Linked DNA regions of Danio rerio: all the other regions are linked to region 3. The links are chromatin contacts, called in public HiCAR-type and Micro-C maps. All regions are on one chromosome and are shown on one strand. The core of a region is the stretch at or near the end of the contact, and the rest is flanking DNA. Distances in the headings are between cores, read along the strand shown. Region 1 holds the start of mtpap (mitochondrial poly(A) polymerase). Region 2 has its middle 17 kb from the start of map3k8. Region 3 holds the start of bambia (BMP and activin membrane-bound inhibitor (Xenopus laevis) homolog a).

Evidence for each region. A called contact is a pair of places that touch in the nucleus more often than the background predicts. HiCAR-type assays count read pairs that join an accessible place to other places.
Region 1: a Micro-C map of caudal fin shows a contact between it and region 3, with 6 times the contacts expected there. The contact joins the promoter of mtpap here to the promoter of bambia in region 3. A contact is called at or near these places in 7 of 18 Hi-C or Micro-C datasets (caudal fin, embryo, hematopoietic stem cells and 2 more) and 3 of 4 datasets of contacts at active chromatin or transcription factors (caudal fin, embryo and gastrula embryo).
Region 2: a HiCAR-type map of caudal fin shows a contact between it and region 3, with 10 times the contacts expected there. The contact joins the enhancer-like site here to the promoter of bambia in region 3. A contact is called at or near these places in 8 of 18 Hi-C or Micro-C datasets (caudal fin, embryo, fibroblasts and 3 more) and 3 of 4 datasets of contacts at active chromatin or transcription factors (caudal fin, embryo and gastrula embryo).

Annotation. Positions count from the first base shown.
Region 1 is chr12:25,367,426-25,371,913 of GRCz12tu, reverse strand. mtpap (mitochondrial poly(A) polymerase) reads right to left here and starts at 2,670. Exons shown (of 9, transcript XM_021480322.3): 1 at 2,491-2,670; 2 at 2,131-2,291; 3 at 1,812-2,039; 4 at 1,366-1,590. The coding sequence starts at 2,644.
Region 2 is chr12:25,345,707-25,350,654 of GRCz12tu, reverse strand. No RefSeq gene overlaps it. Among named protein-coding and RNA genes, the nearest start is that of map3k8, 17 kb to the left of the region's middle. Within about 2 kb of position 2,949, at least 7 of the 62 cell types and tissues checked have an H3K27ac peak or open chromatin away from gene starts, as enhancers often do.
Region 3 is chr12:25,146,778-25,151,409 of GRCz12tu, reverse strand. It overlaps bambia (BMP and activin membrane-bound inhibitor (Xenopus laevis) homolog a), which reads right to left and starts at 1,984. Exons shown (of 3, transcript NM_131784.2): 1 at 1,590-1,984. The coding sequence starts at 1,656.

The sequences.
Region 1 (4,488 bases), core at 1,421-3,920, 220 kb before region 3:
AACTTGAGGTTCTGTGTGGAAGCATTTTACAGTCAGTGGTGCTGCAGATAAAACAAACTGATACTGTATAATATGTGCAAAAGTGAAATCAGCAGAGGCAGAGATATTAAACATCTGTCAACATCTTCTATCCATAATCATTCATTTTCTTTTCGGCTTAGTCCCTTTTTCAATCTGGGGTTGCCACGGTGGAATGAACCACCAATTTATCCAGCATATGTTTTACATAGTGGCTGCCCTTCCAGCTGCTACCCAGCACTGGGAAACATCCATACACTCTCTTTCACACACATACAATAGGGAAAATTTAGCTTACCCAATTCACCTGTATTGCATGTGTTTGGACTGTGGGGGAAACCGGAGCACCCGGAGGAAATCCACGCCAACATGGGGAGAACCCAGTCGAGGCTCGAACCAGCAACCTTCTTGCTGTGAGGCGACAGTGCTACTCACTGTGCCACCGCGCAACCTTCTATGTAATGTATTATCACATGCACTAAAAGCATCCTCTCCTGATACTGTCTGTGAACCCCCCACAAGCATCAATCCCCTCAATCAGCACAGCTATGTTCTGCTAAATCCTCCACAAGCACCAAACCATCAACACAGCCACATTCTGCCCCAGCAAGTCAGTTTCAAACATAAAAAAGTAAAAAAAAAAAAAACTTTGTGTCTGTTTTGTGGCAGGCAGATGACAATAGCAGGGCTGTATCTTTTAGTATTATATAGAATACTTTTGTTCTGTCAGATCTCCCAGGCAGAGTTTTATTTAGATTTATTTAGTTAATTTTAGTTTTTGGAATTCTGTGCATTGGAAAGAAGTTCTTTCAGAAGAAGAACAGTTTTTTGAAGTATTTTTTGGTTTTATTCTGTCTATTCAGTGTCCTTCAACAAGAACGGTGGTGGTGGGGTTCATAATATTCACAATGGTATTTTATTAGTTGTTGGTTTAACCATGGATGAGATAATGGCTTCTATGTTATTTTCTTTTCAATGACATTTCTTATCACATGTTCAAAAACAACAACCAATATTGCATGTCTATAATTTATATAATGGGTATAATTAAACAATTCTTTCACTATAACGTAAATTAGAAGTGTAATAGAAAAAAATATATATTTTTGCGCCATTTTGAATTTTACTCGAATACAAATACAAATACAAATACAAATACTTTTCCCCCCTCAACAAATACAAATACAAATACCGGCTGCTCCGCACATCCCTAGTATGTATATAGTGTTCCACGGAAGAAAGAAATTCAAACAGGTTAAAAAAATGACATGCAATCAATAATGACAGAATTTTTCATTTTGATTGAATATACAGGTTTAGATTATTCTACCCATTCACTGCACTGACCTTTTTCTGGCTTCGTGCATATATGCCGTCTAGATCCAGAATCATGTCAACATCACAGCCAAGTTTGCCGAAGCTGTTTACAGTAGAACCAAAAGGCCTAATGATGCATTCTGGGAAGTATGCTCCAGCTATGTCTCCAAGCAGAGAACAGACAAGGAAGCGCAGACTTATGTTTTCCTCTGTAAGCTGTAAAGTCTCTGTCAAACATCGAAGCTGCTCATCTACCTGTGGAAATAAATGAGAAGACGATTACTCTCAGCAATACTGAAACTTTTAACTATCACACGTAAAACAAACAAAGAAAAATGTAATAAATAAATCCTAAACACAATTATAAAGTTTGTCTGGCTTTGATCTGAGATGCTGCCATATCCCTGAGAGCTTTGATGGAATACATTTCAGTTTTGGGGTGAAAAGAAAAACAACTTTTATCAGGGAAGACTTACACTGTGCTTTTGCAAGAGCAGATTGGAAATGTCACCGATGTTCGGAGGGGATTGCTCCTTAAAATTTGGCGTGGGATAGTTGCTTGACTGAATGCCTGGCCATTTCAGCGACAGCAGCCGGGATTTAAAAGGCACTGCAGCTTCATGATCAACAGCTGGTATACCTGTGCTCTCCTTCAACGAGGCTATGCTCTCTTTATTGGAGAATTCAACTACCGCATACGCACCCTAAAAAACAAAGCAGATTAAAAACAACAGTTCACAACATCACTCAGCTGAATTGAGATAAAATGACTTGCAATAGCTCTGCCACACTTACAAAACTGTTGTAGAAGAAATGCTTGTTGACTGTCCCATGCTTGGAGAAGAAATCTAAAAACTTCTTTTCGCTGAATTTAGCAGGACAGCTGATTAAAACAGATCTTTCAGCTTGTTCTCGTCGCTCCTCTTGGATTGCTTGAAATGTTTTACTCTTCTTCACTTTTGAGATAAAAACGCAAAGACTTGGTGTTTGGTCATCCACATGTCAACTACATCGCTAGTTACACCATTAGATGACAACTTTGTAGTTATTTTGTAAATACTATGACAACGCGAATACATTTTGCAGCTGTCAAGTCTGTTTTAAAGTCAGTTAGTAAATGCCATGCTTACAGATATACAAGAATAAAAATGTTACCGAAGTCTGCGGTCTTGCTCCCGGTCGGGGTTTTGATTGCTGGTATAGTTGACGTACATCTTCTTTGCGTTTGAGGTTCCAATCCGAGACAAAATCTATCAAGACCTCCTAAACTTCTAAAATGTAACCTACACACGCCGAGGGAGGCCGCCATTGTTGATTTGAGACGGGCGCAAGCGCAGAAGTTGGCTCTACGGTGGCTGCGATTGGACATACCGTGTCGAACGCCAAAACTGAATTTCAGGTTTTTACAATGGCTATGACACTTTTTTCAATACATTTAACAAGTTTCCTAAACTTTTAACACGGTTAGCACAACATCCGTCTTAGTGGGCTATACAATTAACACATTTTGCTTTGACACAAAATGCATCCAGTTAACACAAATTTAAAATGCTTGAACTTATTTTACACACAAGCACAACCAAGAGCAAAACAATGTCATTTTACAGTTAAATTTACAAATGCTTTAACACAGTATGTCAGAACAGATAACACCATGTTCTAAACAAAACTTATATAGGCTAAAGCCAAAGTAAACAGTATATCACATACATATCACAGCAGATTCCCATATAGGAAGCACACTCATATGTTGAGGTTTTTCAAATCACATGATCATACTGTATGTTCTAAAAGTGGACTCATGAGGTTTTTGAAAGAAACAGTAAGCACATTACAGAACTTCGTCACCAATACGTCGAGGTAAGGTTATGCAATACAGTGATTACTTTACTATACACAGTGTGTTTTGCAGTAAACTACTCAATAAACCTGGCGTTCAATACATAATTATACAGTACAGTAAAGCATTACACTGTGTCTAATTACTTCTAGAGAGTCATGGAGTTGGAGGTCAATCAAGTTCCACATGCAATTATCTATGTTGACGAGGCTGGCTTTAACTTGGCGAGAAGGCATCGCCATAGGAGAAACATAATAGGCCAAAGGGCCACCGTTACCATACCGGGCCAGAGAAGAAGTCGGGAAAATGCAGAAGACTAGTCAGAATAGAAAGTTACTTTACTTTTTTTATTATTATTGTGGTGTTTTTTTCTGTTTGTACATCTTGCAGTAATGTCCTTTTGCAAATAAAGTCTGTACTGCATCAATTCTGTGTCTGTATTATTTTTTTACATACAGTAAACTGTAAATTTTTTAAAGCTACTCTGGGATGGTCGTTCATTTTTAGTTATGATTTTCTGCAGTATAACAAAATGCATGCATTTACTGTACTAAACTCAACAACACAAAAATGTAGAGAGGCTTCAAGTAAAGGGCAGACCTGACACATCAAACATTGCAGTTTCTGTAATGTCAGCTGATGATAGTGTTTTTATTATCAATGTGTTATGAATGACTAAATGTTTCTATCGGAAGAGAACGTGTTAGTGTTTTGAATCATTATTTTATTTTGAAACATGTTTACAGTGTTTTGTTAGACATGGTGTGGTGTGTTAGTTTATTATTGTATTTTAAAAAGTAGTTTAGAGGTTTAGTTTACAATGTGTGATTTTGAGCATGAAATTTACTGTTTTGCCAATTGTGTGTTTTAGGTGTGTTGCTGTGTTAAGAGTTTAGCAAACTTATTAAATGTATTGAAAAAAACTGTCATAGCCATCGTAAAAAAAAAAAAAAAAAAAAAACTGTAAAGATGTTAAAGAATGGATGACAAACCATTTTCTTCTCTTAAACTCAGACAAAACAGAATTATTACTTACTGGGCCTAAATCCTGTACACAGCAGATCTCACAACTCGACGTACAATTGGAGGGATACAAAGTTAGCATTAGCTCTACTATAAAAGATCTGGGTGTCATATTAGACAGCAATTTAACTTTTGAAAATCATATATCCCATGTCACAAAAACTGCTTTCTTTCATCTAAGATATCTCGCTAAGTTATGAAGTATGCTATCCATCTCAGATGCAGAAAAGCTAGACAATGCTTTTTATGACTTTAAGGCTGGATTACTGTAATGCTTTGTTTGCTGGCTG
Region 2 (4,948 bases), core at 1,700-4,199, 200 kb before region 3:
ACACACCAAATAATTTTTAAGACCAACAATTTTTTATTACGCTTTAAAAAAAACAAAAAAACAAGGCATACAGTGAGTGTTATTTTTCACTGACATCCTTCAGCGTGGCTGCATGAGGGTGCTATATTGAAGAAGACTCGCCATACTTGAAATGGACTTCGATTGAAGCTACAAACAAACGAAATCAATGACTACAGCGGCCTCTTGTGGCCAGATTTGAGCCGTACGTAAATGATCAGAAGAGACTTTACAGGCCTCATGCCATGTAGATCAAAATAATGACAGCTCAAATTGTGAGAGGTTGATTTGTCCATTTATATTCTATGTAACGTGTCAAGCAGGCCTAGGAAAATGTAAACTTTCTGCATAGATTAATAAAGCTACCTTTCTTTTTTCCAAACAGATATTTTTTTTAAAGATTTTAGCTGGCTAGTTGATTTTTTATCAGTGTAAGATACGTTTTGTTTCAATAAAGCACCAACATTTTATAAAAACAACACAAAACAGGGAATAAAAGAGCATTCATTACCCCCAAACATATTCAAAATAAAATACTTTTCCTACCTGACAGATTTAAACCTGAACCTCTAAGAGCCGTTGATTTGAATAAGGTGTTATCAATTAAAGGGATAGTTTACTCAAAACTGAAAAGTCTGGCGACGTTTACATCTGTCATCATATATGTCTTCCACTTGTTCCAAGCCTGCTTGACTTTTTTTTTCATCTGCTAAACAAAAACGATATTTTAGTGAATGTTCTGTAATTATTGATTTACCTATCTGTCTTTCCTACAATGGAAGTCAATGGTTACCGATTTTCAACTTTCTTCCGAATAATCTTTTTATAGTAAACTCATAAAGGTTTAAAAGGTTTGAGGGTGAATAAATATTGAGTAAACATTTTCTGTAGGGTGATATACTTTTAGCTTAATATATATATATATAGAATTTAACCAAAAAAAAAAAACTCAAACATGTTTGGAAAAAGTGAAGGTCCTTCCTTACACCCTTTTGAATTTAAACATAAAATATTACAGCCTATGTCCGGAAGGTGGCAGAGTAAGTCTATTTAAAATTACAGTGACCGATTTTGGCAGCATCTAGTCCAGATGTTCACATTCACAACGGAGAGATTTGACACCTTAACCACACTTTAACACTCAGATGCTAAAGAGATACTTTCATTGATCTCTTTCATTAAATGCACATTTTAAAAGGTTTAGAAATCTATTGTCATTGCTAGTTGTATTACTTAAAAAATAACAATTATATAAATTAATATATTATATAATAATTATATAATATTATAAATTATATAAAATAAATTATATAATTATCTAAAATATTTATTCATAATAATATAATATTAGTATATATATATTATAGTAATATAATTACTATAATATATATATATATATATATATATATATATATATATATATATATATATATATATATATATATATTATAGTAATATAATAAAGTTATATATTATATATATTCTATATATTCTATATATTTTTTAATATATATATATGTATGTATATATATATATATATATATATATATATATATATATATATATATATATATATATATATATATATATATATATATATATATTATACTACTGAAATATATAAAATATTTAAATACTTTTTTTAAGTTTATAATTTTTTAATAATTTTTGTTATTTAATAATTTTTATTACATTTATATTTATCTTCTCTGTTCAGCTTTTTATATAATATAATATAATATAATATAATATAATATAATATAATATAATATAATATAATATAATATAATATAACATAATATAATATAATATAGGCGACGTAGTGGTGCAGTAGGGTTAGTAGGCGTTTCTATGTGGAGTTTGCATGTTCTCCCTGCATTCGCGTGGGTTTCCTCCAGGTGCTCCGGTTTCCCCCACAGTCCAAAGACATGCGGTACAAGTGAATTGGGTAAGCTAAATTGTCCGTGGTGTATTGGTGTGAATGAGTGTGTATGGATGTTTTTCAGTGTTGGGTTGCGGCTGGAAGGGCATCCACTGCGTTAAACATATGCTGGATAAGTTGGCGGTTCATTCTGCTGTGGTGACCCCTAATTAATAAAGGGACAAAGCCAAAAAAAAATAAATGAATATAATATAATATAATATAATATACTATAATATACTATAATATAATATAATATAATATAATATAATATAATATAATATAATATAATATACTATAATATAATATAATATAATATAATATAATAAATATAATAAATATAATATAATATACTATAATATAATAAATATAATATAATATAATATAATATAATATAATATAATATAATATAATATAATATAATATAATATAATATAATATAGTTTTCCATGAACCCAGCTGAATTGCTTTAGTTGTTGGAAAAGAATGCCAAAGACAGGCAGAAATGCAGAAAGAAAGAGAAAGCCCACTCGTCTCCCCCTTTCGAACAGGACTCTAGACAGATCGCCTCTGGTGTGGCACCACTAATGTCAGTGTGTGCTACTGTGTACAAAGAGCCATTCTTCACAAACACAGCTAACCAGAGACGCACTGTCCTCTAATCTTTCCATCTCCAGACTGTACAAACAGATGACAGTTTTTACTTTTCATAATTCACAGCCCTTTTCTCTTGAGACACGGTTACCCTGCAGCCATGGTGTCCAGAAACATGTGCTTGTGTACAGAGGCACTTTCACGCCTGTCTAACAACATTTCGATACGGTTACAGCAAATCTAGGTTTATTACATTTCTTGGTTTCTCATATTGAAGTGGGTTTTCTGCTTATTTGACCGTCTGTTTCTTTATGGGACTTATTTGAAGTTGTCGGTCAGTTATATATCTGTGTCTGTAATTTATGGATTGCACACAAGGTCTTTACTGGAAATAGTTTATGCGATGACACAGAGCTTGTTGGCACGTTTAGCTTGTTGATTTAGTTCTCTGTGAGTCAGGCCTATGACACAAGCAATGGCACCCCTCTCAGCTTGGCAGTGGCATCATTCCTGGCACTTTTCACATTTGGACAGAGATTTGGCATGGGGCAGGAGCTGCTGGTTCAATTTGTATGGCCTTTTATTCATATTTTGCTTTCATTAATGCAGCTGACACTACTGCATAGTAATTACTACATCTGGCTTTGATTCGCCATTAAGACTGCAGAGTAGTAAAAACAGCTTATATTTCTTAAAATAAAAACAACTACATTTTCGCTTAAATAACACCGTAAAAAGCTATTAGTAGGCAACGCAGTGGGGTAGTGGGTAGCACATTCGCCTCACAGCAAGAAGGTTGCTGGGTCGCTGGTTCGATCCTCGGCTCAGTTGGCGTTTCTGTTCGCGTTTGTTTCCTCCGGGTGCTCCAGTTTCACCCACAGTCCAAAGACATGCGGTACAGGTGAATTGGGTAGGCTAAATTGTCTGTTAAATTGTCTGTAGTGTATGAGTGTGTGTGTGTATGTGTGGATGTTTCCCAGAGATGGGTTCCAGCTGGAAGGGCATCTGCTGTGTAAAAACTTGCTGGATAAGTTGGCGGTTCATTCCGCTGTGGCGACCCCAGATTAATAAAGGGACTAAGCCGACAATGAATAAATGAATGAAAAGCTACTAGTTATTTTTAAAAAGGGAGTAAACCCGTAAGTGCATAAATCTATTGTAACTTGGAATTGTTAAATTGCTGTAATTTTCATAATTATGCACAGTAGATCATTTACTTAATCATTTTAAAAGAATCCTCCATTTTTTTAAAATCATTTTTCAACTCCCCCAGGGTTAAATAGTCGAGTTTTATTCAATCATTTATTGATTTTCTTTTGGCTTTATTTCAGTGGGTCCCCACAGCAAAATGAACTGCTAACTATTCCAGCATTAGTTTTATGCAGCCAATGCCAGTCCAGCTGCAACCCAGTATTGGGAAACACCCATACACACTCATTCACACAAACTCATACACTATAGACAATTTAGTTTATTCAATTCAACTATACCACGTCGTTGTACTAGTGGGCAGAACCGGAGCATCCAGAGGAAACCCACGTGAACATGGGGAGAACATGCAAACTCCAGACAGAAATGCCTGGCCAAGCGAGGACTCGAACCAGTGAACTTCTTGCTGTCAGGTGACAGTGTTAACCACTGAACCACTGTGCCACCCCTTGTTGAGCTTTACCATTTTTTACTTAATTTAGCCGAGCTCTGGGTCAGGCAGGGCAGATTAGCTTAGCTTAGCATGAATCATTAAACTGCTTTAGACCATTAGCATCTCATTCAAAATATAAAAAACAGTACTGACAATGGGCGACACGGTGGCCAGTGGTTAGCACCCCTCATTGCAAGATGGTGCCTGGTTCGAGTCATGGCTGGGTCAGTTGGCATGCCAGTACTTGGTTGAGACTGGAAGAGCATTGGCTAAGTAAAACAAGTGTTGAATTATTCTCTAAATAAACTAAGCCGAAGAGAAATGAATTAATGAATGTTCTGGTCATTTTCCAATTTAACGATTGACTCTTCCGTGGTTACATTGTGTACTTATGACGAAATATTAAAAGTTGCTATTTTCTAGGATGATATGGTTAAGTGTAATAATTAAGGAACATTACTCTCCTGTACCATGACTGCTGCAGGCGCAATTATATCACACAGTGCTGTTACCAGTCATCTACACTCAAAAAACTGATTACTGCTGCTTGTTCAAACTACCTATTTAAAATGAGCTGAAACAACACAATTCTTGTAATAACTTTGGCCAAATTATTTGATTTATGCTTAGTCAACCTAAAGTTGTAAACGATTATGTTAAATTAAGCATTTTGTGTCGGGACAACATGAAGGAACTATGTTGGTCCAACTACCTGGTTAGGGTATTGGTAGTTCCCAGCATGCTTTGTGTGGGATTGAATTAAGAGAGGGAAA
Region 3 (4,632 bases), core at 735-3,234:
TTATAACAACTAATAAGGTCACAGATTGTTTTAACATTCAGTACCGTTTTTGTAAGTGGACCTTTTTTACCTACCACCATGTGTGAACGTGAAACAGAACACTAAACACACATCATGACACAAACACAAATAAACACGGCCTTTGTGTTGTCGTAGGTTGCTTGTGTACACTGTCCGAGGCTGGAGTTACATGTCATCTCATTAGTGTGAGAAATCAGTTCTTCTTATCAGTTAGGTCCAATGAGTTTCTTATTTATTTTTTATGGCTGGGCTTATCTAATAATGCATAAAACCGGAGGCTAATGTTCTTGGCTGATCAATTTTTAACAAGAGGCTAGAAAATGACAAAACAAGATCTGGAGAATACTTATAACTGGAGCTGGAGGTAGCTGGTCTAAAGATGGCTTTATGTATCTACCTTAGACCAGGAACTAAAAAGCTCAAGATGGTCTCTGAAACATGTTAGCTCCTAAGCCAGCATTCAGCAGCTAGAAACACATTTAAAATTGTCCCAAGACCTTGTTTTACTTCTGAAATTAAATATTACATGCTATAGTAAATACACTTTATATCTGAAAATAGGCAACAAAACAAAATGCAATACATATTCGCTGCAATTAACCGTAGTTTTTTAACATATGAAACAAACTGAAATCACCAATATTAAAATGAACATGTTATTTTGTAAGGGCAGAAGCCGATAAACAAGTGTTAAGATGTGTAAACTATCAATTACAAAGCTGAAAACATTAAGATTTGTTCATGTTTTTGAACAAAGTCTCTTTGACTCACCAAGGCTTTGTTTATAGTATTGTTGTGAAAAAATATATTGAATTTAAGATGTTTTCTGTGTAAGTATAAGTGTGTATAATATATATATATATATATATATATTACATTTTAATTTATTCAGAACTTCCAGCATCATTACTCCAGTCTTCAGTGTCAAAATTCAGTGTAGAAATTCTAAAATGCTAAAATTATGATTAACTATTGGCGCTCATGATCATTTTTTGATCAATAAAAAGCTGAAAACTTAAAATTAACTTCTTAAACGATATATCTTTTGTACCTTAAATATATTAGGTGTCAATTTTAAGCAATTTAATGTATCATATTTGAATAAAAACTCTTTAAATTATAGTTTAAATGGCAATATCAAAAAAACGAAGCAGCACAACTATTTTCAACACTGATAATAATCAGAAAATCATCTTGAGCAATACAAATCAGCATATTACAATGATTTCTGCAGGATCATGTGACACAGAACTGTAGTAATGGCTGCTCATAATTCATCACAGGAGTACATTATATTTTATAACACATTCCTACAGAAAATCAGTTCTTTCACATCGAAATACTATTAAATATTACAGATTTTATAGTATTTATGATTCAATAAACTTAACATTAGTTATCAGAAAAGCCTTTCTTCAAAAACATGAGAAAAATACTGTTTCCAAACTTTTGACTGGTTGTGTACACATATAAACATACTTTGTGTTTGAGCGCTACAGTTTTATATGGTTTAAAGTCAGTTGAGAGTCGTGCGCGTCCAGAAGCGACTGAATAAACTTAAGAGTTACCTTTCGTGAGAAGAACAGCCATCGCACAAAGTTCCAGCTGAAACCACAGAGAAACCAGGCGATCCATTTACGGCTGCTTTTCCTTGTCTTGATACCCCGTGGCAAGACCCTCCGAATGGTTTGAGAGGACTCGTTACATATGTCCTACATTTATTACTGCATTCCCAGGGATCTGTGATCTACACTGTATCCAAAAATCAAACGGGCGCAGAAAAGGCTCGCGTCTTGTTCCATCGGAGGATCCGAAACTAGCGCGAGTGGAGAAACATTCCCCGTGTGTAACCAAACCAATCCGCCATGCGATGAAAAACACACAAACACATATAAAACACAAACGGACTCGTGAAATAACACAAACAAGTTTCCACAAGGGCAACTATCCCCGATCTCGAAGCAGCGGATCACTGATCGGAGAAATTTCACCGGATCAGTTTTTGGCTCTGTAAAGCCCTGCCCATTAATGCGTTGATTGGCCAGTCGTGCTGATAAATTTGCATACACTGTCCTATTGGCATTGGTATTGGTTCACAGAGCGGTCATACAATTTGTCTTTCCGCCTACAGATGCTGAGACAGAATCGCATGATGAGGCAGGTAGCAGGACGTGGTAAAATAATAACAGCATAATGGTTATTAAAACCGAAAGCTTTCGAAAATATGTTCGTAATATTGTACTATAATGATTTAAAGGTCAATCGAAAATATATGGGATCTAAATATTTGTCCCTGGATGTAATACCAACATAGTTGTATCTGTTTTTTTTATTTTTAGAAACGCACTTTAAAGTCCAAATTCTGCTTTGTCAGCCATATGACAGGCTGATGGAGGTGGAAACTGCAGGCCTGCACTAGAGAGTAGATGTAGGCGGGTCGGTTGGAGAAATTAGCAATCCAAAGAGGCACATGGCGCCAGCGAGACGACACAGACAGACAGTGACACTCAATTACCCCCCAGACAATCCCATGCAAAACACACAGAGCACAACGATCGATATCTCAACTGCCCTGCCCGCCCTAATGTGTTGAGCACTTTGGTCAGGGCATGTGCTTCACAATTGAAGGCATTTTTGGGCAAACTAGAACCGTAAATAAACAAATAAACGCTCTGAAGTGTGCAGAAAGGTAGCCTATTCTTAAAAATAGCCTAATTAGACACACCCGTCGAACATGCGAGGCGTTATTTGATCATTTATATTAATATTTACTATACATTTTTATAATTATTATAATTCAATGTCAAACTGGGCATATTGGATCAAAATTCTCTTTTCACTCTAAAAAATGCATGTTTCAGCATAGTGGTAAATACACAACAACTCAATTATTGAATTAATATTAGGCTAAAATTGTAATTTAATAGCTAGCCATACTCGACAGTTGTTTGCCCATATTTTACCCAAATCTTGAACATATTTTACACAAACCATATTTATCCAATAGAACAACATTTTAGAGTGATGTTAATTTATTTTGTTCTTTAATTTTTTGTATTTATTTAGGCTACAGGATACATAAAGTAACAAATCTTGACCATATTTTACCCAAACAGACAAAACCTTTTATAGTCATATGGTTAATCATTTTGTTCTTTAATTTTAATTTTTTATTTAAGTTAGGCTACAGAATACATAAAGAATAGCACATCTTGATCATAGTTTACCCAAATAGACAAAACCTTTCAGAGTGATATGGTAATTTATTTTATTATTTATATGTTTAATATTTATTTAGGCTAAACAAAATACATACAGAATAGTCGAATGGAAGACAAAAATATGTCAACAAAGTCCTCACATGTAGGCTGACTTTTATTAGCTCCATTCTGTCATTTTCAACTCTTATCTTACACAATATTATTGTATAGGCATACATTAATGCATAGTAAATATATTGAATCATGCATATTATACACTCTATGAATATTTAAACTTTAGTTCACCTGCATTTTAAGATTTTCATTTAATAAAATATCAGCTTGGGAAAAAAAGGCAATTAAAAAATGATGTCACCAATTTTTAGTTGACAGACATTTTGTGCAATTCACCATCCATTTTTGCCCCAAATATAGGTTATTTGTCTTTATTTTACCCCTTTAAAATGCAACAACAGAGAGATAATTCACTCAAAACTGAAAATTCTGTCAATGTTTAATCACCCTTCACTTGTCAGAAACCTGTCTGAGTTTCTTTCCTCTGTGGTACACAAAAGAATATATTTTGGAGAAAGCTAGACACCTGTAACTATTGACTTCAATGGTAGCGTCTTTGTTTTTCCTATTATGGAAGTCACAACCACTCAGTTATTGGGTATACATTGCATGGGCTAAAATTTGAATATAATAAGTTACTATAATAGGTGATCGGGTTTGTCCATATTTTATCCTAATCTTGATCATATTGTACCCAAATCATATTTACCCAAAAAGATGAAACCCATCATTTTTAGAGTTATATGGTAAATTATTTTATTATATTTATTAATTGTTTAAGCTACACAGAATACATACAGAATAGCAGAATGGAATAAAAAAATAGTCCTCACATGTAGAGCTATCTTTATTAGCGATATTCTGTCACTTTCAACTCTTATCTTAAACAATTTTCTTAGGCATACATTAATGCGTAAACATAATAAATCATGCGTGATATATACTTAATAAATATTTAACTTTAGTTCGTCTACATTTCAAGATTTTTATTTGATAAAATATCAACTTGGAAATAAGGCAATTAAACTATGTCACCATTTTTAGATGACAGTTTTTTCCACATTTTGAGAAATTTACCATCCATTTTTCTTCCAAATATGGGCCATTTGTCTTTATTTTACCGTTTTTAAATACAACAACTGAGGGATAATTCACTCAAAACTCTGACATCAAAAATTCTGCCATTGTTTACTCACCCTTCACTTGGCAGAAACCTGTTTGAGTTTCTTTCCTCTGTGGAACACAAAAGAAGATGTTCTGAAGAAAGCTGGAAACCTGTAACCATTGACTTCCACGGTAGCCTCTTTGTTTTTCCTATAATGGAAGTCAATGGTTT